Linked DNA regions of Ovis aries: region 1 is linked to region 2. The links are chromatin contacts, called in public Hi-C maps. All regions are on one chromosome and are shown on one strand. Each heading gives the region's core, a stretch centred on a gene start, on an enhancer-like site or on the middle of the called end of the contact. The rest is flanking DNA. Distances are from core to core; before and after follow the strand shown. Region 1 holds the start of TPRG1L (tumor protein p63 regulated 1 like). Region 2 overlaps TP73 (tumor protein p73).

Evidence for each region. A called contact is a pair of places that touch in the nucleus more often than the background predicts.
Region 1: a contact with region 2 is called in a Hi-C map of blood, with 4 times the contacts expected there. The contact joins the promoter of TPRG1L here to the enhancer-like site in region 2. A contact is called at or near these places in 10 of 16 Hi-C or Micro-C datasets (blood, hypothalamus, liver and 3 more).

The regions. Positions count from the first base shown.
Region 1 is chr12:48,807,360-48,810,753 of ARS-UI_Ramb_v3.0, forward strand. TPRG1L (tumor protein p63 regulated 1 like) reads right to left here and starts at 1,575. Exons shown (of 5, transcript XM_015099263.4): 1 at 1,265-1,575; 2 at 999-1,090; 3 at 746-922. The coding sequence starts at 1,474.
Region 2 is chr12:48,716,593-48,719,837 of ARS-UI_Ramb_v3.0, forward strand. It overlaps TP73 (tumor protein p73), which reads right to left. Exons shown (of 13, transcript XM_027975730.2): 13 at 891-1,933. The coding sequence ends at 1,595. Among named protein-coding and RNA genes, the nearest start is that of CCDC27, 17 kb to the left of the region's middle. Within about 2 kb of position 1,504, at least 8 of the 54 cell types and tissues checked have an H3K27ac peak or open chromatin away from gene starts, as enhancers often do. A contact at or near this core is called in liver, where this site is marked.

The DNA of each region.
Region 1 (3,394 bases), core at 325-2,824, 91 kb after region 2:
AAAAAGCGGTCCCACCAGTGAAGACGAGACTGATGATGGCCATTTCACAATAGCCATGGGTCTGGACAGGAATGTAATGTCTAATAATCACAGCTCTTAGCACTTTAAGACAGGACAAACTGAGTACACTTAGTTAAGCTAATCTTTACACGGTTAATAAACTTTAACATGTAGTGCTCTAACTAAACAAATAATACTTTTCCAACTTCAAATCCTTTTTTCCAGAATATTTTATTGTTGTTTAGAATTTTGAACTTATCTTCCTGAATTTCCTACCCAAATCTCCACATCAAAACCCTAAAATTTACCGTTTAATTCAACTGAGTATATTCATGTCTAGGTTTCTCATAATTCAGAAAGCTCCCTAACAGTTGAAGATCAGCTCTTGAAAGTTGGCCATTAAACATTCCAAATTTAATCTTCAATAATATCTATAAACCAAAGCGATGTGCTACCTTTTTCTTTTAAAAATTAACCACAACAGGGTTTGACATGACAGCTGCCAATCCTTTCTTGGCAGGGATAAAGTGCTGAGTTCACTCTTATCTGAAAAATACCTGTGTCAGGCCTATGTTAACGTACCCTGAATTCATTTACTACCAGCCTAATAGCTGTCTCTTGAGCCAAAATGCCTTTTAATGCACCCTGCTGAGCAGAAGTCACCCGGGTCTATTCTAAACTCTACTGATATTAAAGCAAGACGTCCACTGGGGGCTGGTTTTGGAAGGGTTGTTTGAAGACTTACTTGTTGAGCGACTTCGGGGGAAATTGGAATTCTCCGTAGGAGATGGTATCCACCGCGTTTAAGGCGACCCTGACCACCTGCTGGCACTGCAGGCTGATGAAGTCGTATTTGCAGATGAGGAGCGCCTGGTCGGTGATGAGCACCAGCCGCTCCTTTTCGTTGTTCCAGTGATCAACCCTACGGGCGGCAGCGGTCACTCGGCCCTGCGGCGCGCACAAGTGCCCGGGCCCCTCCCCAGGGCGCGCCCCCTTACTCGGTCAGCAGCCACACCCCCTGGATGTCTCCGTCCTCCACGGGCCGGACCACTACGCGGATCTCCTCCACCGCCTGCTCGATGGTGCCGGGCTGCGCGGAGCGGGCGGAGCCGGGGCGGAGGTCGCCACAGGTCCCGCCCGCCCGCCTGCCCCGCCCCGCCCCGCCCCCGGCCCCACAGGCTCACGCCCGCTCGCCCGCCCCGCCCCGCCCCCGGCCCCACAGGCCCACGCGTTCTCCCGCCCCCGCCCCCACCCCCAGCCTCACCCGGAACACGAAATACTCCTTGACGCGGGCGCGGCGCGTGGGGTCGTGGACGCTGAGCGGCCACAGCGTCTGTCGCAGCGGCGTGCCCGCCCCCGGACGCCCCCCGCCACCGCCGCCGCCGCCACTACCCGGCCCGACCTCCTCGCCGGCGGCCAGCAGCGCCGTGGGGCTCGTGCCCGCCGAGTCCACCGAGTCCCGCAGCTGCAGCATCACCGCGCCCGCAGCCGAGCGAACCCGGACCGGCCCGACGCGGCCGCAATAGCAGCCGCCGCCGCTGCTGCCGCCTCCACCTCCACCTACGCCAGACCCTCGGCCCCGCCCCAGGGCCCGCTCCGCACCGCGGCCCGCCGCGATTGGCTCCGCTTCGCCAGTCCCGCCTCAGTCTCGAGTCCCTCCCGCCCGCTCCGGGACTGACGATTGGCTCTTCCCTCAGATTTCTTCCACGATTGGTCCTGCTGGTCGCCGTTCACAATCGCTCCCGCCCCTCACTGCGCCGGAAGCGCACCCCGCGCTCACGCCCACTTCCTGTTTACGCTACCGGGAAAGGGCGGGGGCCTAGGCCGGTTGCCAAGGCGACGCGGGGGGCCGGCGAGGAGAGGGTAGTCAGGTCCTTACCGCACCCGGTCGACGCTTCTCTATTCATGTTCGACTGAAGTGCAGCGGACCTCCGGGGAGGGACTCCGGTCCTTGCCCAGAGTGACGGCCCCTGGACGCGCCCCCCGCTAGAGCTGATAACTTCTCTGGACGCGCCTTACGCCCTGGACGACCGCCCCCTGGATGCGGACCCCTGATGGGGAAGACCGCTTCCCTGGTCACACCTCCTGCCCGGGGTGACTGCCGCCTGGACGCGCCCCCGCCCGTGGTGACCATCCCCTGGATTAGTTCTGCCCCTCTCAGGGGTCCGCATTGCACAGCAGGGGGAGCGCGGGCTTCGGGGACTGAAGGAGAGGAGGCCGGCGGAGCAGAGCCCCTTCCTGAGCGCCTCCGTCTTTCTGACCGCGGGTTCAGGGATGCGGCAGCGTGGACATGGCCCCCAGCTCTGTGTTAAATGCAGGCGTGCTCCCGGCGGCCTGGGAAGCAGAGCTCCGACCCTGCACCACGGAAGGGAACAATGTGGAGGCACCGGGCGTCGTCACTCCATTTAGGGCCGAACCAGGGTTCATTGCTGTCGCTCTGCGCTTGTCCTCCCGAGAGTTAGATGTGTTCTTGCCCTGATTGATCTTGCCTGCGGCTAGCGGCACCCTGGGCATCCGCAGTCCCTGCCAGGTACCTCAGCTCCCCGGTCTTGGCGCCTACAAGCGCCAAGGCAACCTCATCTACATCCACCTTGCCCCTTAGTCTTGGAAACCCAAGGGCTGCAGCCTTGACAGTTTACAGCAGCTCCTGTGATCCTGACCTGGTTGGTCATTTTGTCCTTCCACTGCCTGTAGTCACAGTTCCAGCTACTCCCCCCACCCCCAAAGGCTTCTTGCCTCAGTCCTGCTGTGTCCATCCTCTGATATCGGGGTTTAGCGCCCCCTCCCAAGGAGGCGCTGCCATTAACTACATTCACTGCTAGTTCTTTGCGGTGTCATCCAGTCACCTACTGTGCGTGTGTCCTGTGTATAATTCACTTGTGTTTGTTAGGTCATCCTCTGTGTGTGTGTGTGTGTGTGTGTGTGTGTGTGTGCTCGTGTGCACATGCGCATATCCTATTAGGAAATTTCAAGAAACCAGCCCTTGGCATATGACTGCGCTTTGGGGTTTATAACCCCCCAATTCACAATCCTTTGAATTTCACAAGAGCCCGGGGAGGTAACCCCTCTCTTGTACATGTGCTGCAGCTGGAGAAGTGGAGAGTGCCGCTCAGGAGCCCTGGGGCTGCATAGCTGGCATAGCTGGTCGGCCATGGCTCTCCTGCCTCTGCAGACTCAGGTGCACTCCTGGGCTTTCGTGGAGGATTCCGGGGCGGCTGGCCTGCCTTCTCAGGGCGTCTCTGGAGGTTAAGGGGAGTCGCCGAGCTGTACACACAGCAGGTCCTTGGCAGCCCCTCACCACTCTACCTGGACATCGTCATCCACAGAAACAGGAGGGATGAAAATATCACAGATGCTGAATTATTAACAGCTTTGGTACTTCACTTCCTGGGAA
Region 2 (3,245 bases), core at 254-2,753:
AAGCCCTGGTCTGGAGGGCCACTGCTGGCCAGCCAGGGGCGGAGCTGGCTCTGGAGCTCCATTCCCGACTGGGCTCCGAGCCACTGAGTACAGCAGACACCCCACCCCTCCCACCCCACCCCCTGGTGCCCCCTACCCCCACCCAGTGCCCTCCTCTGAAGAGCCTGGGAACGGAACACAGGAACTGGCACTTGAACCCCAGGACTGAGAGCCTGGCTTCAGAGTGGACCTGAGTGATCACAGTCTGCTGCTTCCTAACTTCCCAGGGCTGGGGGCAGGGTGGGGATTATGGCAAGGGAAAGAACCCAAAGAGCAGTTAGGGCTCTGTCCGCATCAGCCCCTGGTCTGGGAGCCTTGCACTTCCCCATGATTTAGAGACAGGAGGGCTCAGCTGATGACCGACTAACCATGGGGAACCATGCAGAGTGAGGGACAGACAGGTGTTAGGAAAGTACAAGGTGATGTCTCAGCTTACACAGGAGTCAGGCTTCCCTGCATCCCTCCTGCCTCATCCCCTCGCCCACGACCCCTGTGGTCCTGCTTCTGGCTCAGAAGGCTCTCTGCAGACAGAACTGGTCCCATTGCCCTGGGGGCTGCAGACGCTGTCTCTCCCAGCCCGCTCCTCAAGCTGCCCATAGAGGCCAGGACCCCCTCCACTGGCCTCAGCACTGTGAAGACAGAGGGCCCCTCCCACACAGAACACAGCCTCCCAGGGAGAAGGGTGGGGCCGTGGCTACAGCCGGCTCTGTTCTCCCATTCCCGAATGGAGGAGCAAGTGACCGACCCCTGCCTGCTATGGATCCCACCTGGCTGGCCCCTTTCTTAGCCCATCTTGTTTACACACACATTCAGAACAAAAGTTAAAAAAAAAGAAAAGGCTCACCCACATGTAGAAAAAGGGCATCATTTTATCAAATGTTGACAATTCCCAGTGGTCTGAGGAAACTGTGTCCGTGTCTATGCTCAGGGGGCCACTGGAGGAAGGGCACTGTGGCCAGAAGTGTTGGCATGGGGGCTGGATGCAGGCCATTCACCCAAAGTTTCCTTGCCTCCCAGGAGGGGCCAGTCTTCCCAATTCCAGTGAAACTTGGGATTTTGTTCGGGGCAGGAAGTGGGAGGTGGCCGCAGCGGGTTTGACACCAGTGGACAAGGGTGCAAGGGACAGACCGACCCTCAAGACCAGCAGAGGGACCAGCCTCGGGCAGAGAAGTAGTCTGGAGACTGGACTGGAGAACAAACGTGTTAGGGACAAGCACAGAGCCCCTCATCCCTACCCAGAGCCAGAGACATCGAAAAACACTTTTTGGCAGTTGTCAGCAGAGACCCCCAGGAAGGAGAGGCAGGGAAGGTGAGCCCCCAAGAGGACGGACCCTGGATGCGCATCCTCAGCACAGCTCCGAGGGCCTCCCCACTTCACCGGCGCAGCCCAGGAGTCCTGCCTCCCAGGCCAGTTGGTGACTGGGAGGAAGCAGCCATCCAGCTAGGCTTCCTGGGCCGCCAGCCCGGAGACTCCACCCTCTCCGCTGAGACTCCGCCCTCTCCGCTCTCCGCGTCGATAGCACGGGGGTAGGGGTTCTGGCCGTGTCCTCCCTACTCAGTTGGCCTCGCTCTCCGTGAACTCCTCTTTAATTGACTGTTTGCGGGACTTGCAGTCTGGGAGGTCGAAGCCGAAGTCGGCCCACTCGTCGGGCCCCGCGCCCCCGGCGGGGCCCCCGCGGTTGGGGATGGTGATGGTGTGGCGCACGCGGAAGTGCACAGCCTCCATGACCCGCTGGCGCTGAAGTTCCCCCGAGCCCCCGATGGCGATGGTGGCCGCGTTGCTGCTGGAGCGGATCAGCTGCTGGGCGCCATAGTCGTGGCTCTGCTTCAGGTCCTGGAGGCCCCTCCAGATGGTCATGCGGTACTGGTCGGGGATCTTCAGGGTCCCCAGGTCCTGCAGGAGCAGCTGTCAGGCTCTGCCCTCCCCCCACTAGGGACATCACCTGCCCTGCACAGCCGCTGGGGGACCAGGAGGGAGGGGAGGAGCCCCCATTGTAGGGGGGCAGGGGTGGGGGCACAGAAGTAGACAGTGCCGGATGCCCCTGTGCCAGGTGGTCTGGCCACACCCAATTCTGCCCTCGACAGGACAGGAGAGACAAGAAATGACATGGGTAGGAGTGGGGTGCTGAGGTCATGGGAGCTGCATAGGGCCTGGTTACTCTGATCACAGTCAGAGAAACAGATGGGGTCCCCCCACGCCAGGTGCTGGAGGACCCCTGCCTCCCAGCCTTAGGGCCGGGTCCCACCCTTCAGGACAAAGCAGAGCCTCAGGTTCCTGTCACCCCATTTCCTTCCACCCCCGCAAGCAACGCATCAACTGGTGAGGCAGGGTTAACAGGCCTTGAGCTAGTCCAGTGGGGCTACCAGGGACAGATCAGAGAAGATAGTGGACAGAGGACAAGGCTGCCCTCTGAGCCACTGGCCCCGCTCCCTCTGGCAAACCCGCATCCTTTGGCCAGGGAGCGGGCCTCTGTCCCAGGGTCGACTCTGGAGCAGGACCAACAGAGGCTCCAGGCCACTGAGTTGGAGCCCTGGGATCTGGCCCAACAGCTGTGTCTCCTGGCCTCCAGCTAACAGTCATTACACTCAAGACAACTTCAGGCTGTACACTGTGCTAAGTCACTTCAGTCGTGTCTGACTCTACGACGCCATGGACCGCAGCCCTCCAGGCTCCTCTGTCCATGGGATTCTCCAGGCAAGAATACTGGAGTGAGTTGCCATTCCCTCCTCCAGGGGATCTTCCTGACCCAGGAACTGAACCCGTGTCTCTTGTATCTCCTGCATTGGCAGATGGATTCTTTGCCACTAGAGTCACCTGGGAAGCCCCATGAGTGCTTGTTGCTGGGACTGTGGTTTAACCCAAAGACCAGCTTCTGTCTGTGGGTCAGGGGTCAGGATGCCAAGGGTGGGGCACTTCTAGCCCTGCACACCTGGGACCAGACATTCAGCTGCTATGGGTGCATGGCGAGCGGTTTGGGCCTCAGTTCCCCCCGTGTAAACAGTGCTGAGCTAAACCAGCAGCAGATCCCTCCTGGACTTCCCCTTCTGGAATTCATCATGCCTTGGAGACAGCCCACCCCCAGATCAAAGGCCACAGGACAGAGACTCAAGTCCAGATGAGGGACTCGGGGCAAGTCCTTTCCAGCCACATGATGCTGGGTGTAAGCAAGTAGATTTGGCTACTTGCAGGAAGAAGTGTTTTCCAA